2 separate regions of the Salmo salar genome follow, and region 1 is linked to region 2. Evidence: chromatin contacts called from public Hi-C data. All regions are on one chromosome and are shown on one strand. The core of a region is the stretch at or near the end of the contact, and the rest is flanking DNA. Distances in the headings are between cores, read along the strand shown.

Region 1 (2,700 bases), core at 124-2,623, 99 kb before region 2:
CAGCTCATGTTCATTCAGCATCCTTATAGTTAAACGTGCTGACAGGAGAAAGGCCACATAATGGGGAAAGCAATGAGGGGGAAAAAAACACGCTTTGCACTCCCCAGGCAGGCAAGAGTGTACATGTGAACGTGTGTAAACGGCGGAAGAACCGCATTACGTCATCGGTATTTGTGTGTGTGTGTGTGTGTGTGTGTGTGTGTGTGTGTGTGTGTGTGTGTGTGTGTGTGTGTGTGTGTGCGCGCGCGCGGCTCCGGGATTTACAAACGCATTACTGAATCCCTGTTGTAATTGACAGTGAGTCACGTGACCCACCGTAATCTCGCACAGAGAAAAACAGAAACCACGAAGGGGTTGAAAAACAGCGGAGTCCAACCATCTGGCGTTAATTACCGTTGGAGCAACTCTACAAAGCCTATTGACACCGCCACCTGTGTGATCCGCTATAATTAGACAATGTCGAATACATGTCTGGCTGCGTTGGGATCAGCGTGTGGCTCTGACAGTGACTGCGCCTCAATGTGAAACACACGGATCATTGAAAGTCCTGTGATTGATGCAATACATTAAATACATTCACAACACAGTGTTTTAGACTAGTCAAGAACGGTGACATTTTTTGGAACCCCCAAATATTGGGTTTGCTTTGATCGCAAAACAAGCTTTGGAACTGATATCCAGGAGCATAGGGTAAATAGATTCGTGATTATGTGGACCGTAATTCTGTCCGATTGGGGAAAGTATTGAGGAGCGGTCGTGACTTCTGTGGGATGTTGGCAACGCTAGGCTAGCTTTTTTTTCTAAAATCTTAACTAGCTAGTAATACAAAGTCTACATAGCTATAGCTAGATGATAACACTATAATTACCCGGAGTTCATCTCTCTCGGCTTCCCAACGATATTTCTCGGTCTGGAAGCGTCCCCATTCGAACTGGATAAAGTGCAAGATCCCAGGAAGCGATAGGCCTGCGTCGCCGTCTTGTGGTTCTCGAGGCTGCGACGATCCAGCCATCGCTCCGGCGGCTGCCGCCGCTGCTGTTGTCGCCTGCCCGAGTACTGATTTCGGCCCGTTCGGGTTGCGCCCCACGCCGCTGCCTCCAGAGTTCTGGTTCGTTCCCCCTGCTACTCCGCCGGATCTTTCCGCCTCCATTTTAGCGCTTGAGCTTTCGCCAGGACAGGGAGGTGGAAACAAGCAGCGACGATAATAACAGCCCCGTCCCTCACAAACCCAGCACTTAACACTCTACCCTTCTTTCTTCCTCTCTCACGTAAAGAGGAAACGCAAGAACTCCCATGGAGAAACGGTGCCAAAAAATGAGCTAAGTGCAAATCTACTACAGCGTCGACGGGAATCGTTTTTTTTTCTGTCCCATTACAGTAACCAGGGCCGTCGCTTCCTGCCATATTGTGATCTCACGCAAGCTCCCTGTGATCGTTTCCGAAACAGCAAAGCAAGGGTATAACGTTACGCACCGCGGTGTTGATACTAATCTAAAACTCTCAGTATATTAACACTACTTTAGTTAATTTGTCGGTGTAACATTCATATTTTACACTGTAAGTAGGAGCTATTGCACTGGCGGTGTCTTCATGTTGCGCTTAGCTCAGCCACCTTTCCACACAGCGAGCGAATTCGATGTAACGTTACGTGCATTATGGTTTGTATGCTGTTTCATTCGAACGATTGGGAGAATGTTAGGCTATATAACGGGGGAACGTGATTCACATTTGAAGACAAACGAGTTGTGCATATGAAGCGTTTATAGGGGTCATTTATGGTGTGGTCTATATGAAATGATGTATATGAAATGATTGAGAATGATCATGGTTGCATAGGCGCCATGCAGTATAGGTGTACATTGCATTATGCAGACACAATTCTAGCTACTGGAAATGTGGTATTATTGCTGTAGCAATACTTGATAGCCTACGGTACCAATTCTAGAAGGGAGCATAGGCCTGTACTTAAATGGAACATCAATTTGAAGCATCTCTGTAGCTCACTTGGCTGCAATTTATAGTTAAGGTTACAATCTAGGTCAAAGTATTGGCTGAGGAGAACTAGGGCAATCCAGTCCATGTATGGGAGGCACACTGCACCAAGTACCTTGACGTTTGAATATAATGTAATAAACTAGACTTCAGCCTCTAAAGCCTATCACAGCCATCTGAAGTGCTTAGAACCACTCTTTTTTTAGGACTCATTTTAAATTCCTGTGTTTTCTGTGTATTTCAGCTATTCCAGCAGCTGGCCATTACTCTTCTGATGCACATAGGCAGTAGCTCTTTACTGATGGGGTCCTGATATTTATGGACAGGCTTTCTGAATAGATAGCTCCATCCTATACCTTCTCCTTTCCCTGAGCCAGACGAGCGCAGCAAGAGGTGCCATGCGGGTGAGTTTCTGCCAGGGCCTTCTGACTGGAGCCATCGCTCTGAACCTGCTCATCCTCTACTATGTGTCCCAAGCCCAGCAGCAGATGATGGAGAAACGCCGGGACCCAGGAAGCGGCTCCAGGAAGGCTGCCTTACCTGCTTCCGGGCTGGAGGGCGGCATGGGGGGCCTGGTAGGGGTTGGCGCGGGGATGGTTGGCGCTGGAGGTGTCGGGGGAGAGGGGAACAGCCGCGGCCCTCGTGTGACTATCCTCCTACGGGAGTTTGAGGACTTTGAGAACTACGTCGGTGATGTTGCACGCTCCT
Region 2 (2,700 bases), core at 176-2,675:
ATATATATATAGAGAGAGAGAGAGAGAGAGAGAGAGAGAGAGAGAGAGAGAGAGAGAGAGAGAGAGAGAGAGAGAGAGAGAGAGAGAGAGAGAGAGAGAAAGGGGGGTATACGTGCAGAGAAGCACCCCTCAGTGAAACGCAGGCTTGGGGACTCCAGTGCAGCTGTATAGGGAGCAGTGAACTTGGTGACTGATACAATGTATTTCCTGCTCCAGAAAAAAAGTGGTACAGATAAGTGTCGGTCAATATGTAGTCCACATTATACAATCAAAATATGTGCACTTATCTGTTACTTTGTTTCCATAGACGTATACAAAACCAGATCATTTTCTTTCAGTTATAAGATAGAAGTGAATCGTTTAGGTAGGTTGTTACAATGTAACAATATGCCATGGCTAGTGTTTTTTTCATCACAAACAGATACTGTAAGTCACATTCCAGTTGGAACGCTACAGGGAACAGGAAGCTGTGGGAAGAATTATTTATGGGAACAGGTGTGTTCCATCCTTTGTTTCCTCATGAAAATTTTGACAGGTTTTTTCCTTTACATTATTTAATCATTTATTTTGGGATGTTTTCAAAGATAAGAGTCTAGGAAGATCCATTCGCACAACGTCTGTCATAGACCGACAAGAGCAACAGCCAATAGTGGACCACTCCACTTATATAAGGGGCCTCAGTCTGCTCCCATCTTTAGGCACTGCAATAGAAGCTGACATTTTAACAACCTAAACGCCAGTTTTACTGCACTGTATGTTTTCTTTTCCACAGAACTCAATGGAAACAAAAAACGTCAACAATAACTATAAATATGAATCCCACTTTTCAAAAATAGCAAACCACCACTCCGCTCCCAGTAGTTTCCATCCCCAACTTCCTATTTTTAATAAAGTTATTTACCCATTCCCCTAAACCGGGTTTGTATACTACTCCTAACCCTTCCCTTTAAACCTAGCTAATAATAGCAGGAATTCGAGTGCTTGGCTTAGTTTGCCCAGTACGGGGAAAAGCAGTAGGCATAACTCTGGGAGAGAAGGTTTTGACGCATTATACGTGAGCTACTCAAAGCCTGACCGTGGGGTCCCTGCAGCTCAGTTGACTAGTAGTAGCCTAGTGGACTAAACGCCTAACTGTAGTTAGCACTTCCTTAGCCAAAGAGCACTGTGGCTCTTACAGGCTAAAAATCTCCCATGAATGTAGTACCGAGAGGCATAACCAGTTAGCCTAGCCAGCGAGGGCACTGGGTAGCTAAACTAGGGGAGAAGTACTGCTACCCAGTGTAAGTATAAAAGCAGAAAGAGCTAGCTCTAAGCGTGTACTTGCAGGCGGTAGCTGCGGGGCTAGTCCTGGCATTAACTAGCTATTGTTCTCCCTGTAGGCCAATTGCCTCGCTATTGCTACTGTAGTACACTGTTTGTTGAAGACAAAGCAAATGGCGTAAGTCTTAGGTGAGCTAGCTGGTTAGCTTCGCCTGGTAGCGGTAGCTATGAGTCCGTAGAGTGGGCTACAAGCCTGTCGTAAATGGCACACAATCAGCTGGAGAGCACCACTAGTTGGCGTTGCTCTATATGCAAAACAATTTTAGATTGGTAAATTAGTCTAGCGGCCAGCTATCTGAACTTTTAATCATGGTCGAATTACCAACCGGAGGGACACCATTGATTTTGTTAGTCACTTCCACTCAGATATAATATTAAAAACTGCAAAATTTCTCTCCGCCCCATGACAAAAAGTATAGAATTGCAAGAAACTAACTCTAAAAAAATGTATTTTCTTTCTCCACTGCCCAACCAAATTTTGCTTATGGCCCCCAAAAAGGCTAGTGCTGGCTCTGACAGAGTCAGTATGAATGTGTGTACACAGACCCGCGAGCCACTGCAGCCCCTCATGATGAGTTCAAATTTTAGTGGCCCCCACCTCCATAAAAACGGACCATTCCTGGCTAACCGAATCTCAAAAGTCTATTTCCTTTCTTCCACCTTGATGGGAATAAGCAGCACGAAGCAGGTAGCTAAGCAGGCTGGTAGGGTGAGAGCTAGCCATGTGGCGCTAGCTGAGCCAGAGACTGAGAAGTAGCTTTCTTGCGAGCTCAATCCTCTCGATTAGAAGCTGTTGTGCTACACTCGGTGGCAGAGTCTTTGACGGTTCACCTGTGTTAGCAGGAAAGCAGAGGTCCAAGTTGATGCTGAAAAGAGTAGAGGATTTTATTTCAATCCGTGAGGAAGACGAAAGAAGTGAGGATGGGAAAGGACTATGGCCCATTATATAGGAAGTAGAGTGGTCTATGACAGACGTTGTGTGATTGGAACTTCCTAGACTCCGCCCCTAACAAGGCATTACCCAAAGTGAAAGACAGAACGAGTAATTTAAATAGTATCGAACTGGCTGACCTCTAATATTGTGTTGGTGGTTCAAGAACTTGCAGGGGGCACTGCCAAGGACTGTGGGTGGGCACACTGCTGGGTACATTGTCCATTCTGTCAACACTGCCAGGCTGCAGCCTAAAGCCAATCATCAACGTTAGTTCTTTGAATGCAACTATTTACAAAATCTGTCCATTACATATTTGGGGGGTTTTCCATGTGACTAAGCGTCAGGCTGGAGAATGAATGGTAGACTATACTTAATTCAATGTTTGGTATATCTTGGTGCACTTGTTTCAGTTCCTGAAATGGCTTTGACAGAATAAAGAAAACAAA

Evidence for each region. A called contact is a pair of places that touch in the nucleus more often than the background predicts.
Region 1: a contact with region 2 is called in a Hi-C map of gill, with 3 times the contacts expected there. The contact joins the promoter of LOC106612391 here to the enhancer-like site in region 2. A contact is called at or near these places in 2 of 3 Hi-C or Micro-C datasets (gill and muscle).

Annotation. Positions count from the first base shown.
Region 1 is chrssa09:115,978,884-115,981,583 of Ssal_v3.1, reverse strand. It overlaps LOC106612391 (fukutin-related protein), which reads left to right and starts at 1,373. Exons shown (of 2, transcript XM_014213480.1): 1 at 1,373-1,457; 2 at 2,237-2,700. The coding sequence starts at 2,391. It overlaps LOC106612402 (striatin, calmodulin binding protein 4), which reads right to left and starts at 1,384. Exons shown (of 18, transcript XM_014213497.2): 1 at 869-1,384. The coding sequence starts at 1,150.
Region 2 is chrssa09:115,879,871-115,882,570 of Ssal_v3.1, reverse strand. No RefSeq gene overlaps it. Among protein-coding and RNA genes, the nearest start is that of egln2, 16 kb to the right of the region's middle. Within about 2 kb of position 1,425, at least 9 of the 13 cell types and tissues checked have an H3K27ac peak or open chromatin away from gene starts, as enhancers often do. A contact at or near this core is called in gill and muscle, where this site is marked.